2 separate regions of the Ovis aries genome follow, and region 1 is linked to region 2. The links are chromatin contacts, called in public Hi-C maps. All regions are on one chromosome and are shown on one strand. The core of a region is the stretch at or near the end of the contact, and the rest is flanking DNA. Distances in the headings are between cores, read along the strand shown.

The links. A called contact is a pair of places that touch in the nucleus more often than the background predicts.
Region 1: a Hi-C map of liver shows a contact between it and region 2, with 7 times the contacts expected there. The contact joins two enhancer-like sites. A contact is called at or near these places in 3 of 16 Hi-C or Micro-C datasets (liver and tail adipose tissue).

Annotation. Positions count from the first base shown.
Region 1 is chr2:236,867,124-236,872,917 of ARS-UI_Ramb_v3.0, forward strand. No RefSeq gene overlaps it. Among named protein-coding and RNA genes, the nearest start is that of MATN1, 280 kb to the left of the region's middle. Within about 2 kb of position 3,383, at least 2 of the 54 cell types and tissues checked have an H3K27ac peak or open chromatin away from gene starts, as enhancers often do. A contact at or near this core is called in liver, where this site is marked.
Region 2 is chr2:236,610,983-236,616,596 of ARS-UI_Ramb_v3.0, forward strand. No RefSeq gene overlaps it. Among named protein-coding and RNA genes, the nearest start is that of MATN1, 19 kb to the left of the region's middle. Within about 2 kb of position 3,544, at least 5 of the 54 cell types and tissues checked have an H3K27ac peak or open chromatin away from gene starts, as enhancers often do. A contact at or near this core is called in liver, where this site is marked.

The DNA.
Region 1 (5,794 bases), core at 2,133-4,632, 260 kb after region 2:
GAAACTAAACACCCATGTTAGCCAAAGAAGACCCTCTCTTCAGTTTGAATCCTATTGTTAAACATCTGCCCTGTGCCATGTGCTGGGTCAGGGATTTTCTCATGTAATCCTCTCAACAGCCCTATGGGATGCCAATTACCCCCATTTTACAGATGGGAAAGTTGAGGCTCAGAGTGATAAATATGCTTGTCCAATGCTACCCTGGTTAGTCATTTATAAGCTAGAATTCAAACCCAGGACTCTCTGACTCTACCACCAACATTTTATGTAGCTGGAGGTTTCCTTATTCTTATTGGGCAAACAGGATCATCTCTCAAAACAGTACCAGTTGGATGGTTGTATCTGCTTGATGTGTTGCCTTGGAAAGGAGTTCGGGATGGAGTTCAAGGTGAGAGAGAAAGAGTGCTGGGATGGATTAGTGATGTCTGCCACGGGAACGCAGAAGCAGAACATGAGTGCTTGCATTTGCCATTCGCGCTGAAATCTTGCACGTGCTAAAACCCACCGGGTCACATGTCAGGCTCCTGAGGTGGGGCAGGGAACCTGTGAGTGCTGCCTGCTCTTGAGGATGATGGCTGTGCCATCTCTTTCTACTCTCAGGCTTTAGGTTCCCTAGTTGTCTGCTCTGCTCCAAGGGGTCACCAGCTTGCCATACCCCTAGGTTGGCACCGGGGCTGAAAGAGTTCAGAGGTGAGAAAGCACTTCATATCTAGGTGAAAATGATGGAGGAGAGTCAATTAAAGACAACTCCCCTCTCTCTAAACAAATGGAATACAGCACATAATGAAACACAGAGTGGAGGGTTTGCTTTCATTATTATTTAGGCTAGAAACTGGCCACCACTCTATCCATAAACTGAAGCATTTCTTCTAGGTACTGTGACATCTAGACCCGAACAAATGAGGAATCAACATACACTAACTTCCTTAAGCCAGTTTCCTTAAAATTCAATGTCCCAGACATGATGGTTTATCTAAGAACCCTTCTCTTAAAGTTCTGAGACCTAGAAAGATTCCCAGAGAAATGGCAACCACCCCCGAGGGGAGACAGGAACAGGGCAGGGCGTAACCTTTAAGAGAATGATGGAGCCCAGGGACATGGTATAAACCGACTGGAACCAACTAGGTCCAAGATGGCGGACAAGTTGTCTTCCACTGGACCTTGAGCCTCAGTATTATGTCCACCCCTCAGCATGCTCAATGACACCGACCAGCACCATGAATGTAAAGGGCAAAAGGCAGGCGCTGGTCCACTTCCTGGAGTCCCCATCCCTTCCCCCAAATAGCTGGAATAGTCTTGCCTCTCACTAACCCATGAAATCACCCAGGCCCATAAAAACTGACAACCCCCATACCTTGGTGCCTCTCTTGCCTTCTGAGATGGCCACACTCTGTCTAAGGAGTGTGTTTCCTCCCTGAATAAACCTTTCACCTACTATGGCTCACTCTTGATTCTTTCCTGTGAGAAGTCAAGAAGCCACACTTGGTGGCCGTCCCAGGCACTTGGATGTGACTATGCTCCTGTGCCCCACTCTCTTTTCTACAATAATCCCATCTTGGAAGGGGGCAAGCAAGCTGGAACGCCTCCTCCAACCCCTCACGCGTCATGGCTGAAGGCTGCTCCCAGTTTATGAACGCCCTAGCATTCCCAGCCAGTCCTCACGTGGAGACTGCCCAGTGCTCACAGCTGCACCCATCAGCCTGCCCTGCAGTGGTGCCCTACCTGTGATGCATTATGAGCAGAGCAGGACCACTGCTGGGGCAGGAGGGGTGCCCTTGAGTCAAGACACAGAGCAGAGAGCAACACGTGAGGAACTGGTCTTTTTGGTGGGACTTGGCAAAACATGGTGGCTCTGCCAGTGATGTCATCAGGATGGCCCAGGTGTCGGGGACTTGGTGTCTTTGAGGCTCTGGACACCTTCAAGCGTGTTGCTGTCAACTCCACAGTGGTGCAAGCCCCAACACTTGGAGAAGCATTTCTCGGGGCCGTGACCGTGGCAGGGCTCCCAAGCTGCTGGCTGCACAGCCGTCCTGGCTGGAGCTGCAGAGTGAGCCTGCGTGTGCCCCTCCCCATGCTGGGCGCCCCCTGACGCCTCGTTCTCATTTCCTCTCCACTCACAGGTCAGATCGGGGGTCTGGGCCCACGGACTTCACTGAAGACCTGAAGGAGTCGGAACTGCAGCTCCCCTTTTCTTCTTTTTCCTTCTGCAGCCTTGGCCACCTTGTCCTCAGGCCAGCGCTCCCGGCTCATAGTTTCAAAGGCCTTTTAACTTTTCTAGGTCAGAATTTTATCGCTTTTGGCCAAAGGCCACTTTGAACTTTACAGAGTGAAGAGTAGGCACAACAAGGTCTTTGGAGTAAGTGACGGGGCTCAGGACGGAGCACGTGGGGCTGATTCAGCAGCTCCATCTGGACTGATTCTACCTGCTTTTCCTGCAGCCCTGACCTGACCCAGGTGGCAGACACAATGCATCGAGTAGAGCTGTGATTTCTCTCTTCCCAGTGAGTGTGGAGCCTGGGGTACCATCACCGCCAAGGGGCTTCTGGAGGCCCCGGGCCAGGCAGATTGGGAGGTGCCAGAGGGAGGGCAGTGCTGTGGGCAGCGGTTGGGAGTTGGGGGATAGGGGTCAGGGTCCACTGCCTGCTCTGTCCCCAGCGTGCACTTGTGAGTTGTAGGTGAGATGCAGACCCCTCCAGGTCTCAGCGTCCTCATCCAGGACATGGGGGAGTCACACACCTTCACGTGGCTGTGTCAGAGTTTCAATGGGGGTAATGCAGATGGCGTCTGTGTGCCTGGCACAGGTCAGCTTCCAGGGACCTTGAACTCCAGGGTTCCAGAACTTTCCATCAACCTCCAATCTCCTGGTGATGCAAAGTTAGGAAGCAAATACAGACAGTAGTGTTGTCTCTCACTGAACCATGAACCAGAACCCTGAGGTGAGGTCTGGGGACTGTAATGGGAGAGAATAGAGCTGAGGCTCCTGCCCTGACCCAGCGGGGCTCCCTTGGATCTGCAGGGATGTGAGTCTGTAGGGATGCAGTTTCTGTGGCTGGATTGAGGCCGGGTGTGGACAGAGGAGGGGCTGTAGACGGGGTGGTGGAGCGCCGCTGGGGTGGCGGAGTCACAGACACCCAGGACTTCCGGATTTCTTCCTGGGCCACCGGACTCTGAAGCTGAGTCCCTCGTGGGGAGCTGGTGTGAGTGAGTCAGCAGGGCCCTCCCCACCCAGGATTCCCCAGGGACTGGGAAGTAGGGAGAGGACTAGGGGTGGGGCTGGAGCTGAGAGCAGAGACTGGACAATCATTCCCCCCCTCTGAGCCTCGCTTGACACCCTGGAGAAGGGCAGTGGTGGTTCCCGCCGCAGGGCTGCTGGGAGGAGGGCGTGGTGGCCACGGGCAGAGGTCAGCGCAGCTGGCACTGATGGGAGGACTGGTGCAGCAGCAGAGGAGATGGGGAAGGAGTGAACTAACTGGGACAGTGGTTCCCAGCAGGCTGGAGGGCAGCACGCTTATCCAGTGAAAGCGAAAGTGAAGTCACGTCCGACTCTTTGTGACCCCATGGACTATCACCTACAAGCTCCTCCGTCCATGGGATTTTCCAGGCAAGATTACTGGAGTGGGTTGCCATTTCCTTCTCCAGAGGATCTTTCCCACCCAGGGATCGAACCCGTGTCTCCTGCATTATAGGCAGATGCCATCTGAGCCAGGGAGATGGTTGAATACAAATTCCCCAGCCCCACCCCTTCCCAGAGGTTCTGGTGCCTGAATCTGGGGAGAGTCCTGGGATCTCCATGTTAATAAGCCCCTCCCCTACTCAGGAGGCTGCCCAGGACACTTTGGGGGCCTTGAGGTGTCTTCTTGGGTCTTGGGCTGAAATTGGAAGATACTGCATGGGCCAGGGTTTAGGCAGCTGATGGGTGAAGGTGAGGGGAGCATGGGTGATCCAGGGCAAATCACTGTCCCTCTGAACCCCAGTTTCCTGATCTAAGAAATCAGAAGTAATGCTGACCCTCTCTGGAGGGGATGGTGTGACGTTTAAAGGAAGGCAGACCAGTCACCCTGAGACCGCCCTCAATAATCTGTTCTCAATAAACCTCTGCTCTCCCTGCTCTCTGTTAATACCCTCCCTGTCCCCTGGGCACAGGTCCCCCTCCCTGAGGTCAGCCCCAGGGACAACATAGCCATTGCCCAGTTCTGGCACACTCTGAGATCTGCCAGGATAGGAGTAAGTAGGGCCAAGTGCCAGCTGGCCCTCCCTGGGCAGTGTCTTGCAAAATAAGCCATGTTTCCTGGTGACCCAAATGAAAAGCATACTGCTTGCAAAGTGCTGCTCAAACAGAATTACCCAAACCTTTTATCATCAGAGCTGGAGTCTCATGGTGGACATCTGGCAAAGGTGTCAATTGTCATAATTAATTAAACCTTCCCCAGATTCCTGGCACCACAGCCTGTCAGCAGGAGCCACCTGCCTCCTCGGCAAGGAAAGGGGATGGAGAGGGATTGACCCTGTGCCTGGGTGCAATCCCCAGCTGTAGGAGCTCAGGGGGAGGGGTCTCCGTGGCCCCAGAGGAGCAGCTTCATCCAGGGAAAGCAGTGCTCACCCCACACCCTTTGTTGATGGTTTCTGAGACCTCAGAGCAGGAGGTGTCTTCAGATAATAATAACAACTGAAGCATAACCGTGATCATGATCTCATGGCTCTTGTGTGCTGAGTGCCTACTGTGTGCCAGGCCCAGGAGACTGTTTAACCCTATTGACTAAGGTGATCACATGATTTATCATCCTACTGGGACACTTTCCAGAGTGAAGGGGGTCCCTGGACAGGGTAGCTCCTCCACTTCAAGTCTCAGCTGGGATGTCACCTCCCCTGAGCTCCTCCTGTCCACCCTGCACCTCCACATTGTTCTGGGTCCCCGTGCTGTCCACTGGTCTCCTCTCCTGTTGGAGTCATCATGACCACCAGCCCATCATGAACTGGGTGAGTCACTGGGGTGTCTGTCACCTCTCCCTATGACCACGTGGGGCAGTGAGGCAGGGCCTGGGTCTCTTGTGCTCACTGCTGCACCCCATGCCAAGTTCATAGTAGCTGCTCACCAAATGCTGGAGGTGTGGGGATGGGAGGACATGTGGATGGGCAAGTGAGCGAATTAATGAAAAATTGTGCCATGAAGGGACTGGGCTCTGAGTTTGTGCCTCCTCTCTGAAGTCTTTGCCGGGTGGCAGCTCTCTTCTGCGGTCTCGCAGGCCTGTAAGAGAGGGTGCCGCTGGGGTCTGGGACCAGCTGCTCAGGCTGAGGAGTCAGTCCCCTGGTGGGTCAGAGTCAGTCTGCAGAGAACCGACTGTCTCCACCAAATGACACCCCGGCCCCTACGTTGAGGACATTGTGCTGATTGGCTCTGGGGAGCAGGAAGTAGCAGGTACTTTAGATGCCCTAGTAGGAGGTGCCAGACAAACTAGGTTTGGAGGCCCGCCACCCCAGCGTCTGCCGGTTTGTGGCAGAAACCGAGATGGTTCTGCAGCAGCTTCAGCCTGCAGTGCAAACAGCTCTGCCGCGAGGGGCCGTGACCCAGCAGATCTAAGCGCACTCGAAATGTCTGTGGACAAGATGGGGCCGTATGGAGCCTTTGGGGGGCATGGGCAAGGGAATGCCAGTTCACATCTGCAGGATTTCAGAGCTAATCTCAGCTCTCTACTGCAGATGACTGCACTCCTTTTGAGAATGGCTCCTGGCTTGCTAGAAGGTCTTGGTAGAAACTAAATATTTAACTAGGGGACATCAGGTGATCACATCCCGA
Region 2 (5,614 bases), core at 2,294-4,793:
CAAGGGAGGGAAGATGGCAAAGTCCGCTAAGGGGATTGTTTTGCATTTCTGCTCTTTTAATTACACGATTTTCTCCTGAACCAATGCTCTGTGAAAAATGGTAGAGGGTGGGGAAGTCCCAACACCCCATCTGTTCCAGATACAAATGCAGTTAGTATGGGAGGAGGCAGGAGATGCTCAGAGCCTCCTGCTACGTGAGTGTGCTGCCTCCCCATCCCAGCGGCTGCGTGGTGGGGGAGGGGAAGAGGGGAGAGAGGGAGGGGGCTCCGCGGCTGTCAAGCTGTGCCCGCCTGGGGAGGGGACTGCTCTGGCGGGGGCACGGCAGCCTTTGCACATTTAGGATCAGAATCAGACTTAGATCACTCACTGATTTACCTTTTTTGGGTCATCCATTAGGTGCTTTGAAATATACACGCAATTTTTAATTCAAACTTGTTAGTGACCTTTTTAAATAATTTTTTTTTCCATGAATGGGGAAACCAAGGTTGCCTCTCTGGGGTTCAGATTCACTAGGATGAAAGGAAGTTCTAATCCTTCCTCCATAGGTTGGGACCATAGCAGCTTAATTGGCTTTCCTGCCTTGTTCTTCAGTCCATTTAGCACACTGATATCAGAGTGATTGTCCTACAGTGAACATTTGATCAGTCACACTCACACATACACCCTTGCTCAAGAACCTTCTCAAGCTCCCTATTATCTTGGAGATGAAATTCTTAGTAGTTGAGCATTCTAGGTGCTGTAAGACCTGGCTGTTGTTCAGACCCGTTGGACTATTTCCTACTGTATCCACTCAGCCTTTGCTGATACCTGGGTGACCTAGTTTCCCCAGTTGTGAAATGGACCCCTGACACTGGGCAAGAAGATCTCAAGGATCACTTTGGACCTTGGAGTTAAGGGGCTGGAATTGCAGACCTGGGGCTGCTATGGTGGAAGCTGGCCACAGGGTGGCACCATCAGCCCAGGAATGGGGTTCAGCACTCCTTCCCGTGAGCTGGGGCAGTTCCATCACTCCACTCTGTAGCACCTACTCTAATCCGTTTAAACTGCCCCTCCCTCCTGCACACAGGGGCTCCCAGGAGGGCAGACTGTGGGTGTAAGTCTCAGAGGTGGGTGTTATCTTCCCATTCTCATCGCTCACTCTGAACTCTGAGAAGGGCCTGGGCTGGAGTCATCTCCTGTCTTGTAGGGCCTGTTCAGGGGCTTTGCTGAACTAGGGATGGCAGCTCAGTCCTGAATGCTGAGGCAGGGTGGGGGCTAAGCAGGAGGCCCCCCAGGAGACATCTTCCTGTTCCCTACCCTCTCTTGTTTGGGTGGGCAGTGGTCAAGTCTTCTGTCCCTAAATCAGGGTATGTGTTCTCAAGCCCAAAATAACTGCAGCCCAAGGAAGGGGTTAGTAGAGACCCTGGGGCAGAGGTGACTGGGGTCTTCGGGCTCCTCTGAGTCTCAGTTTGCTCACCTAAGAAGTGGGGAGAATGATTCCCCCCTGGCTGGGGTGTGAAGACTGAAAGGAGCCAGTGTGTGAGTGCCCAGTGCAGGGCGAGGGGCGCAAGGGGCTCAAGACAGAAGCTGCATCTTCGTCAGGGTTTGGGTCCAGGACCACCGTCTCAGTCATAGGTCTTCCAGAAGCCCCGTCTCAATCACAGGTCTCCCCCGAGGGCCTCAAGGAGGGGGCGCATCTCCTCACATCTAGAACAGCCCTTTCCTGGGACTTCCCTGGCGGTCCAGTGGTTAAGATCTGGATCCCAGTGCAGGGGACGTGGGTTCAGTCCCTGGTCGGGGAGCTAAGATCCCACATGGCAAACAAGAAAAAAGAGAAAAAAAAAAGAATGGTCCTTCCCTCCCTCATGAAAATCTGCTAACAGATTTTCTGCACAACCCTCCCACGTTCTCCCCAGGTCCCAGGGCCTGAAGTGGGCCTTTCTGTGTCTCCTGCCTCCTTGTAAAGTGTGAGTGGCTGCCTGGCCCAGTGATGGGGCAAGGGGGCTCTGCAGGGGGACGGTCTCCAGGGTGGCCACCCTGCCTGTGCTCAGACCCCATGTGGCCACGGCCAGTCCTCCACCGCCCTGAGCTTCACTGCACCGATGCTATCGCGGGCTGCCCCAGGCGCGCACAAGGCACGTCGTCCCTGGGAACTGACCTTGGAACCCCGGCACCCTCACAGCTACAGCCCCTCCGTCCTCTCTAAGGTGCCCACCTGAGGGCTTGTGACTGTGTAGTCACGGCCGAGAATGAGCACCACTCTGCCTCTTGGGGCAGAGTTGCTCCAAGTTGCTCTTGAGAATCCTGTATGTTGAATGAAAGTGGGAAAGAGTGAAGGCATCCAGGCCATGCAGAGCATATCTGCTCCCTTGGTTCCCCTCGCCTTTTAGTGATAATAATAAAACATAATTTATAAACTGCAATTTATGGTATATTAACTTGTGGCTCAGCTGGTAAAGAATCCACCTCCAGTGGGAGACCTGGGTTCAGTCCCTGGGTTGGGAAGATGCCCTGGAAAAGGGAAAGGCTACCAACTCCAGTATTCTGGCCTGGAGTATTCCATGGATTGTATAGTCTATGGGGTCACGAAGAGTCGGACACGACTGAGCGACTTTCACTTCACTTCACAATGTACATAGTATACCTATATACATTAAGACATAAATTAAAATAAGTCATATAATTATGCAAATAATAAATGTATATATATATAAATAATATGACTCAATTTATATGAGTTTGAGCAAACTCCGGGAGTTAGTGAAGGACAAGGAAACTTGGCATGCTGCAGTCCATGGGGCTGTAAAGAGTTGGACATGGTGAGTGACTGAACAACAACAAAAATATAATAATTATGTCGATAATATAAATATATAAACAAATATACAATAATATACTTCAGTATAACTATAAATAGTAACTACACGTATAACTCTATGAAGAGCTAACATAAATCTCTGCTTACTGTGGGCTATGCTACGCCGTGCTATGCCTCGTCACTCAGTCGTGTTGGACTCTTTGCGACCCCAAGGACTGTAGCCCACTAGGCTCCTCTATCCATGAGGATTCTCTAGGCAAGAATACTGGAGTGGGTTGCCATACCCTCCTCCAGGGGATCTTCCCAACCCAGGGATCAAACCCAGGTCTCCTGCATTGCAGGCAGATTCTTTACCATCTGAACCAGCAGGGAAGCCCTACTATGGGCTAAGCCTTGTCCTAACAGTGCTAACCTTGTTTATTTCTTACAACCACTTAGGGAAGTACGATTATCCTCATTGTATAGGTTGGGTAAAGTGAGGCTCAGAGACCAGAAGGGACCTACACAGACAAGTAGAGGTTCTGGGACTTGAACTTGGCCTGTCTACCCCACTTGATCCCAGAGTCTTCCTTCCTCCAGGAGGACTCCCCTTCCTAGACTGGGATCCTGGCTCCCGTGATTCCACCTCTGGACCCCCGTCCAGCTTGCTCACATCCCCTCTACCGTGTGGGCTGGAACAGACCCCCGCCCAGTCGTGCAGCCTTCTCTCCCACTTGGGGCCTCTCTGCCTGCCACCTCCCTCCCCTCTGCCCCCAGGGTTGGTGCAGCTGCTGCTTGGGTGTGTGACCACAGTGGGCAGGGCTTTTCCCTCCTCTTGGTATCAAATTTTCCCTTGCAGTTTCCTGCTTTCATTCCTGGCAGGAGTCCTTGGCCTGTGGACAGCAATCCCTCCCCGCCTCTCTCCTGTGTTTGGTGCAGAGCCAGGAAATCTGTCCTAAGCCTGGGGCTTCCTCCAGGAGCCAGGACTGGCGGGGAGTGGACGTGGTGGGCACTCCCATAGGCATCCCACTGGAGCCATCGCAACCTTCTGGTCCCTTCCCCCAGGGTCCTCCCTCACGGGGCTGGTGGTCAGGAGGCCCCTCTCCAGCTGCCAGGGAGTTTCCCTGTGCCAAGACCCAGCCTGGGGCAGCAGATGAGGTGGGGCCTCCCCAGGAGAAAGAACTGCCGCTGTCCTGGGCTGGGCTGGGCTGGGAGAGGCCAGGCGGGCTTCACTGCTCAGATACCACCCCTCTCCCTCCTCTCTTCTCCAGCAGCAGCTGCGGAGTCTCCCAGGGAGGGGCCTCTGAGAGGGGATCACAGGTGGTGCATGGGCAAACATTAATATTCTGTTTTACCAGTCATGTATTTATTTTAATGAATATCAGAAAAAACCTCACAAGCAATTAGTGCATTAAACCTTGATTTCATGGATGTTATTGCTCACGGTGAGGCAAATTGAAAAGGGGAGGCCTTTTCAAGTCAAAGGGTCGGACTGAATCAAAATCAATATCGTGCAGGTAGAGGTGTGGGTGGCAGTCTCCGGGAGGGTCAGAGAAGCTGCTGGAGCTCGGGAGACACGGAGGAGGCCCACGAGACACCAGGGTCCCGCCTGGCTCTGCCGGTGGCGGGATGGGGGCACCTTGGGCAGCTTGCTGCCCCTTGCGAGCCTCAGTTTCCTCCTCTGTCACGTGGGGAGGAGCCGTAGCAGCCTGAGGGGCTGTGGTGGGGTGAAACTGGGTGAGGTGGGTGGGGGGCTGGCCTGGAGCTCAGCACTGAGTCATTGCTTGGAGCTGCGGCGGCAGCTCATGGTGGCATTCTTGGTAGTATTAGCATCACTGTGGAAGCCTCAGGAGCTTATTCTGGGTGCCGAGACCCACGGCTTTCAGCCGGGAAGAATCCTCAGTACAGCTTCATGTGAGCAGCCCCCGCCAGGGGTGCCCTGCTCACGTTCACAGCTCAGGCAGGCTGGGTATCCGTCCAGTTTGGCCACCCACTGGGCTGCTTGAAGCCACCCTATCCTTGACTGTAGCCTTAGACCAAGAGACCCACCTCATAGGGTCATGGCTGTGAAGAGCAGCAAAAAGGGCTGGCCAGGTCTCCAGAGCAGTAGGGCTTCATCCTGTACTTCATCCTGAGATTTTGTCTTCTCTTGGGGTGAAGATCTGCTGGTTGGGCAGGGAGAGTTTGGCACAATCTGGGGGTTCTGAACCAGCTCTGAGTGTTTGTTAGGATGTGTTGTCCTTGACATGCTCATCTATCCACCCATCCATCACCCACCCAGCCTGTGTCCATCCTTCATCCATGTCTCATTTATCCATTCATCTCTCATCCACCATCCATCCATCTCCAACCACCCACCCCATCCATCCACCCATCCATCCAGTGAACGATGGTGGGGGCAGTGGAGCCATGCCAGGGAGTTGGGATGTTACCCTGAACAGTCGCTACGCAGGGTGTGAGGAGGGGAGGAACCTGGGCGGATTTGGGTCTGAGGGTCCCTCTGGCCACTGTGTGGCTGTGGACAGGGCTGAGCGTGGGAAGAGGCCAGACAGGAAGTGGTGGCTGCAGGCTAGAGGTGGCTCCTGGGGGAACCAGCAGGGAGGGCAGAGTGGCCTTGACAAGGGCAGGGTCCTAGGGGCTGCATGGGGACTGTGGTGGGCACAGGGGTGTGTGTGTGTGCACGCTGCGGGGGGTGGGGTGGGACACAACCATTGTGGACCAGTGGTTTGACAAGTTGGGCTGTCAGGGGAAAGAGAGGGATACAACGACAGGGATGTGGAGTTCAGGCTTGTTTGTTACAAGGTGAGAGACTTGAATACAAGCAACTATGAATCACGT